Linked DNA regions of Mus musculus: region 2 is linked to region 1. A link is a contact called in public promoter capture Hi-C data. All regions are on one chromosome and are shown on one strand. The core of a region is the stretch at or near the end of the contact, and the rest is flanking DNA. Distances in the headings are between cores, read along the strand shown. Region 1 holds the start of E2f7 (E2F transcription factor 7). Region 2 holds the start of Krr1 (KRR1, small subunit (SSU) processome component, homolog (yeast)).

Region 1 (3,930 bases), core at 711-3,210:
GAAAAGTTTTATTTTGGAACTGCCAAAACCAAAACTTCTAAATACACACACACATATATATATATATATATATATATATATATATATATACACATACATATACATATACATATACATATATATATATAGTTGTAGTCTTAAGTAACTTTAAGAATACTCTTTAAAACAAAAACGTCTTGGTATACATGCCCCCCTCTAACAAACATAATAGCTGCCAAATATTGTATAAAGTCTTGTATAAAGGCAAGTCTTTTGTCACCAGGCAGGTTCACTGTTGATGCTAACCTAAAACTAACACTTGGACTCCAGAGAGGTTCAATGCCTAAGGAAGTTGCTACTAGAGATTTCCATTCCAGGTTTCTGAAACTGGTTTGTTACATCTGTTTGCTGTTGCTTAAACAACGCTCAGATTCACAGCTCTGTCTTCTCAAAAGGACATCTGTTCTGCACACCTGTGCTGATGCAGGCCAGGGTGGTTTAGACATTGCTGAGTGTGTGGCTCAGTATATCTGAAGCAGAAGGGCTGTCAACTATTCAGAGGAGCTGGTGAGGGTCAGTCACATTGACCCCTGTCTAGGAGGCAAGGCTGTAACTCTTGGGAGACATCTCTGTAGTTGGTCCATTAGGAGGAAGGTGGTGTTTCTCAGCATTCGGACATTAAATCCAGTATTTACAACAACAAAATCCTGTTCCAGGGAATTAACGCTTTCTAATTTCTTCCAACATTAATTCAACTGCCCTTGGGATCTCTAGGCATCACAAACTTCTGATCACTGCATCCAGAATGCACCTTTGGCTTCAGAAGCTGGTTCCAACACTAATGACTTAAGAGGAGCCGAAACAAAGGTCGCAATGGCCCCATTCTCTAAAAACTCCTCTATAACGGCCATCACAATTATGCTGTATACGAGACGAAAGCTAGGCATCACCATCCAAAACATGCTGGAGACTATAAAGTATTTATTTGTGCTTACCTTTTGTGCGTTCTCTGCATCTTCAATGGCAAAATCTAGTCTGGTCTGCCTGGGGCTGATCAAGTCTTTTAGTGTTAAACAATTCACCTCCATCTGGAACACACAACTATATCAGAAAATGATTTTACATTTATTTCCCCCTACAACAACAACGACAAAATGCCACTTGTGAACATCAACTTTCCCTTCCTACAGCATTCCTGGAATTTTCCAAGAATGAAGACACCCTCCATTCCTCATTAAAACTCACACGGACAAACACTTAAAATATACTTAGGAATCACTGGAAATCTGGGAAGACGAAAAAACTGAACAAAACTGCAATCCTTTATGAAAAGCAACAGGCAAAATAGTTACCAAGGAAGGAAGGTGTTAGGCAAATGCCAAGAAAGTTACAGGGTCTCCCAGGTCAGTTAATTTTGGCGCAAAGAACCGGGAGGAATTCAACTTTGAGTGGGTTTGATCTAGGGGGTAGACTGAAACCTGATCTAGAGACCAACCCATGCGGGAAGCGCTCAGCCCCTCCCTAGGCATCTAAGCACACCCCAAGTGAAACTCTTCCCAGGGGACCCCTAAATCGTGGGGGTAGGTGGTAGTGGGGACCAGCCTCCTTCACCTAGCGCTGCAGCCAGCACAACCCCAGGGGGCACTCGGACCCGGGGCCTGTGGGACGGCATCCAGGGCGGCGGGTAACCCGTCTCCGCATTCCCGCCTCCCCATCCGAGGGGGCCGCACGCTTCCTTACTGTCGCTGCGCGATGGAGGGTCTCTCCGGGGACGTCCGCAGCCGCACGCGTGAGCGGGCAGAGCGTGTAGATCTCAGCGGCCGGCTGGCGACATGGGCAGGGCAGGGCAAGGCTCGCAGATCCTCCGCTCCACCCGCGGTGTCCGCGTAGCGACAGCGTCTCCTACCCGCCTAAGCCAAGCTCCAGCCCTGGATCGCGGTCCCCGCTAAAACACCTCCTCTGGCGCCTTGAGACTGAATTTGAGCATTCACCAATGCGCGGCGGCCGGCGGGGCGGTGCCGACCAATGGCGCGGCGGCACGGCCCGAAGCCCCGCCCCTCGCTGTCTTGGCGCTCGGCGCCGCGCCTTTCCTCCCCTTCGCCCGCCCGCCGGATTGTTGTCGCCTCGCCCCCTCCCCCTTCCGGGTACCTGGAGGCGGTGACGCGGGAGCGTTTCCCGCGGGGACGCGGGCGCGGACGCGGGAAGCCGGGGCGGGGCGGCGCGGGCCGGCGCGCTCTCCGCGGGGCGCCCTTTTGTTGTGGGGGACCGACCCACGCCGGCCCCCAGCGCAGCAGATGGAGCCGGGGAAACGATCCGCACGCGCGGGATGCTGCGGACGCCGCCCTGCCCCCAGCAACCTGCGGGAGCCGAGTTGCCGGGACCTGCCAGGGCGGCTCCCTAGCACCCGGCGCCGCCAGGTGACACGTGAACCCTGGTTAGCACCTGGGCTGCGAGCAGATGGCACGCCCGTTAGCCCTGGGAACAACCCCGGCAGCCGCACCAAAGGGGGTTTTGCAAAAGGTTTCCTGGTGTTCCCTCTCCAGAGCATTAGAGATGGTCGAGAATGTGTTATTAGACAGTTTCTAGTAAGGACTAGCTTGGGGGATGGGGGAACAGTCAAGAATATCTCTGGAATATTACTGATTTCTATTAGACCTTTCACTTCCTTCGGATTCTTATTTAAAATATGAACCTAAGGAAAGACTGCTATTTTAGGCCCCTCTTGAGAAACTCTTGTTTAGAACCGTTTTGGATTTGCACAAAAAACTGAAAAGATACTTTAAAAGAGTTCACTCACATCTAGTACCCAGTTTCAGCCACTTATGTAAGTACAAAGCACTTGTTTAAGTCACTATTTATTCAGGTTTTCTTTTTACCAAATGCTTTTTTATTTCCTGTTGGAGGACATCGCTTTTGTTCATCTCTCCTAAGCTCCTGGTTCAGTTTCTTGGGTTGATCCCCAGATTTTCCCCGAGTACTGTTATTTTGTAGGGTGCCCTCAGCTGGGATTTATAACGGCCTCTTTAACACATGCCCACGAGTATTTCCCCACTTCAACGCAAAACTATCATTCTCATTACCCCGTCTTAGCCGTTCCGTGCAAAGGCCCCACCCTTCACCTCTCAGCTCTCAAAAATGTACAATGAGCCATCAGAAGAATTCAAAATATTTACTCAAGTCCTTCGGTTTTTACTCCAGTCTGCTGGTACATTCAGCCTGAAAATGGCTACCGGACTATACCTTAGAAAAGACCAGAACGCATGTAAAACAATCCGCATGAACAAATAAACAATAGTAGCTTAAAAAAAAAGTATGTCTATGGCAAATAACAATTTGAAGACTATAGGGATAGCTCAGCCAATAAAGTGCTTGAAGGATCAGAGTTGGACCTCTGGTGCCCATGCTGGTGTGGAGGTGCCTGTGCTTGCAGCACCAGCAGGCACAGACCGATCCCTGGGGCTTGCGGACTAGCCTGTTTAATAAGCTCCAGATAAAGGAAAGACCCCCGTGTCAAAAACCAGAGGTATGGGGTTGGAGAGATGGCTTAATCAGTAAAGTGCTTGCTCAACAAGCAGGAGGACGGAGTTGGGATTCCCAGCACCCATTTTCAAAGCTGGGGGTGAGGTAGTCTGTAACCCAGGCTGCGGAGACCCACTGCTTCGAGAAGGTCATTGGCCAGTCAAGCTATCCTAGGTCAGTGACAGTCCCTATTTCAAAGGAATGAGTTAATGAACTGATGAGTAAATATAATGTGTAGAGCTATTGAAAAAAGACATCTAGCATCTGCTCTGGTCTTCACATTGGCAATTACATGTCTCTCTCTCTCTCTCTCTCTCTCTCTCTCTCTCTCTCACACACACACACACACACACACACACACACACACACCAAAAGAAAAATTGGAACTAAAATCTATCTTCTAAATGGTTAGAGAACCATAGGGACATGAAA
Region 2 (3,930 bases), core at 811-3,310, 1.2 Mb before region 1:
GGAGTTTGTGGGCAAGGCCATCTGGGGCTCCATCTCAGGCAGAGTGAATCTGCATCTCTGGGGTGAGGCCCAGAGATCTGTGCTTAAACGTCATCCTGTCCTTAAACCACCGAGGTCTGAAAGGCAGGCCCTTGGCCCACGTTATTAGCCACAGGTAAGAAAATGTACTTTCTACTTCCACTCACTCTGCCACTTCTGGTTCAAACTCCTGACAATGGGTCCTCATAAACCACTCATTCTCCAATACCTTCTTTTTAAAAACTGCAAACTAAAATCCTATAAAAACTGGGAACATGGGCGGTTGTGGCACACGCCTCTAATCCCAGCACTTGGGAGGCAGAGGCAGGTGGATTTCTGAGTTCGAGGCCAGCCTGGTCTACAAAGTGAGTTCCAGGACAGCCAGGGCTACACAGAGAAACCCTGTCTCGAAAAACAAAAAAAAAAAAAAAACAAAAACAAAAACAAAACAAAACAAAACAAAACAAAAAGCAAGCAAGCAAACTCAGGCCCAGGGTTAAACCTTCCTAAGACAGAATGTGTGAACCCTAGTAGAGGAAAGGGAAGGGAACTAAGGCCACTTAGGACCAAGAATATCACTTGCTTATTAGGTTAGGGTGAAAGTCTAGCTATATAAGTACATCCAGGACCTCAAAATCAAAACACAACAACAACAAAAAAAATCACTGTAAATTTAGATCGATGAGCAATCTCAACTATTAGAGTTGTGCTGGCCCAGTTTCCCCTCCATGGTTGACTATACCCTCACGCTTTGAACGTAAACAAACCTTTCCTAAAACAGAAAAAAACCTGGCACAGCTCCTTCCGGTAGCATTAGCATAACTTGAAGATACCCTGCAATTGAGTTTCCAATCCTAAATTCCTACAGAGACCCTGAGGCATTACCAGAAGACATGCACAAAGGTGCTTACAAGAGCAAGCTGAAGGCAGAGCTCAAATGTCCGCCAACGACGGAATTTAAATATTACACAGCATCGTAAAGAATCAGAAGCTAAAGACACAGACAACATACATAGAGTACACAGCTCCATTCATTCTCCTATGATTCAAAAGGAGACAAAAATCGAAGCGTTTTGTTAAAAATCATAATAGCTGTAGATAGGTGACAGAAAGCTCGAACGAATTACTCCGGGTACCAGAAAGGAAGCTATATAGCATCTGTGATTGGCACATGGATAACTTGAGGAAGATGGTCTACTCATCCTGTCAATTCCTCAAGCGTTGGTTTGAAGCTTTTACCGGTGTCTATAGTCCCTGCCGTATTTTACGTACTTAGTTTTTAAAAGAAAAAAATTTTTCTTTTTAAATTGAAGGTAGGTAAAAACCAAACTCTCATCAAAACGGAAAGAAGCAATCAAACTAGAGCAGCCAAAAATCAAACTAGGGGTTAGAGCTAAAGACTGAGAGCTGTGTCATTTAGCAACTTAATAATCAGATAAAAGTTCTGACAAAACTTCCCATTGAGCTCCGTCCCCACCTTTCCCCGTCCGCCTCCCTCATCACCATCGGCGCTCGCAGGACACGAAGATTCTCCCACCTGATCCTGATCCGCATCCTCTCAACCTCCCCTCCCCAAAGCTCAAGGCAGAACTGCCGCGCCTTCCACAATCTCTGAGTCCTCACACTTTTACCGGGGACAGAAGGCGCATCGGGTACACTTGCCAGGGACGGTCGCTGGCAAAAACACTGCGTTAGCTGCACGTGGCCGGCGCAGCCATCAACACCCGCAACCCTCGGCTACCCCGGCTACCGCAGGCACTGCACAGCCTAAAAGAGGCTCAACCCAAGTGCGCGGCCAAAGAAAGAGACAAAGATGCTTCGAGATCCGCCAGCTCCGGGCTTCGGGTCTCGCACTGCCTCACCTTGGGTCTCACGCTTCTGTTTCTGCGGCTGAGAGTCACGTTTTTGAGCTTCTTTGGCAGGCGCCTCCGCAGAAGTTGCCATCGCAAAACTGCTTCCGGCGGCCCCGGAAGTGGAACTGTTCTTTAAGATCCCGCCGGCTACAATGTGTAAAAGGCAAAACGAGTTCCGGATAATCCCTATGAGACCTGCGTGGTCTCTGCTCTGACGAACAGGAAGCCGATGGGGCGGGGACGGGGGGGAGCGTGACACTTCCTTCCCAGGATGCATTGCAACCTCGGTGTTGCACGCTGGGAATGGTAGTTTTCTTGTATCAAGCTCTAAATTGTAGCTACTTGTATAGCCCTGTGGGAACTTCTTTTTTGAGAGGGGAAGGGAAGGAAAGGGAGAGAAAGGGAGCGAAGGAGAGGAGAGAGAAGAGAGGTGGGTGAGGGTGAGGGAGAGAAGGGAGGGGAAATTATTAAAATTCTTATTTGAGGGGGATTAGAAATCTAATGAAAATGGCGAATTGTATCAAAAATCTACCCAAACTTTGCTACCACTCTTTAGCCCATTTGAAAACCTACCATGAGTTTTGCATTTTAAATCTCTCAACTTCCAGATTGGTTTTAAAAGACTTTTCTGTTCTATTTTTATTTATTTGTTTGCTTGCTTGTTTTGTTTATTTTGGGTTTATGAATCGAGGCCACTGTGTATCCTTCACTAGCCTGGAACATGCTATGTAGACCTGGCTGGCCTCAACGTCATAGTGATCTTCCTGCTTATGACTCCAGAATCTGGGATTAAAGGTGTGTACCACCACACCGGTCTTCAGCATTCAAATGTTTGGGGTTTTTTGGTGGGGGCTGGAGGGAGCTATTACCAAAACTTTATTGTTTATTATTCTTACATCATAGCTTTAAAAGGCTTAGAATATAGTCAGTAAAAACAGCAAAAAAATATTAGCACAAAAATATATTCACTAAATTAGATGCTAAGATGTGAAGAGATGTAACCAGGGTCTGAAAACACACTAGGACCTCTCCTTCTGGACCATGCTCTCCCCAACCTCCAGGAAATATTTAATAAGCACATGGGTCAATAAGCCAGATAAAGGAAAGAGGAGTACCCGCATATGCCTAGTAAAACTGAGAACAATACTTCAGGTGCTTAGATCGGTGGTTTTCAACCTGTGGATTGTGACTCCTTAGAGGGTCAAACTACCTTTCACAGGGGTCGTCTAAGACCATCAGAACGCACATGTATATAGACATTATAATTCATAACAGTAGCAAAGTTGGACGTAATAACGAAATGATTTTGTGGTTCAGGGATCACAGAAACATGCAGAACTATACTGAAGAGTTGCAGCATTAGGAAGGTTGGTAACCACTGGATTCGACTATGTTTTGAACAAATTTTAAGGGAAATTCTCTGTATGCAAACTGATGCCTCATAATGGTGCACCCATTCCAGTCTCTTTGAGAATCAAATGTAGTTAGTATTATGTTTGAATGGTTATGAGCTTCGAGCTTCTTTCAAAGAGTGCTTTTCACACATGGGTGTGTGGGTCTGGGTTCCTTTCACTGGAAAGAGGCTGTTGGCCTCACTTCAACTTCTTCCAAGCCCTTGTTATTTTTTTTAAGTTGACAGCATAATAGTATTTCAATAAATACTAAAAAGTCTTCTAAAATCAAGATGAGAAGATGGGAAATTCAACACAACTATCAGGTTGGGGGGCACCCACATGTTCTGAATAAATTTCATCTAGATTTTAATGAGTCTGTTACTCATTGATCATAAAGTATTTAAATCAATAATTTAAAAGGGAAGAGGCTATGGGACTTTATTGTAATTTGTTGTGCTGTGTTCGGTTGATATCCCTGGGAGGCTTTTCATTTGTTTGTTTTAAGAGAAACAGAGGAGGAGTGGATCTGGGGAAGAAGAGAGAGGGGACTAGGAGGGGTGGAGGTAGGGGAAACTGGTTGGAATATAATGTATGTAAAGAATGAAAATAAAAGGTAAAATGCTCTGCTGACTACAGTAGTCAACAGTCCCAGTACTTGACAGGTT

What was found. Promoter capture Hi-C pulls out the DNA fragments that hold promoters and counts their contacts.
Region 2: a promoter capture Hi-C map of pre-B cells shows a contact between it and region 1, with 10 times the contacts expected there. The contact joins the promoter of Krr1 here to the promoter of E2f7 in region 1. A contact is called at or near these places in 4 of 39 promoter capture datasets (the C10 cell line, embryonic stem cells, liver and 1 more), 6 of 484 Hi-C or Micro-C datasets (CD4 T cells, double positive thymocytes, natural killer cells and 2 more), 4 of 115 datasets of contacts at active chromatin or transcription factors (large pre-B cells, regulatory T cells, stem cell-derived neural progenitor cells and 1 more) and 2 of 9 other capture datasets (adipose tissue and liver).

The regions. Positions count from the first base shown.
Region 1 is chr10:110,743,469-110,747,398 of GRCm38.p6, reverse strand. E2f7 (E2F transcription factor 7) reads right to left here and starts at 1,960. Exons shown (of 13, transcript NM_178609.5): 1 at 1,720-1,960; 2 at 975-1,067. The coding sequence starts at 1,067.
Region 2 is chr10:111,970,825-111,974,754 of GRCm38.p6, reverse strand. Krr1 (KRR1, small subunit (SSU) processome component, homolog (yeast)) reads right to left here and starts at 2,060. Exons shown (of 10, transcript NM_178610.4): 1 at 1,881-2,060. The coding sequence starts at 1,962.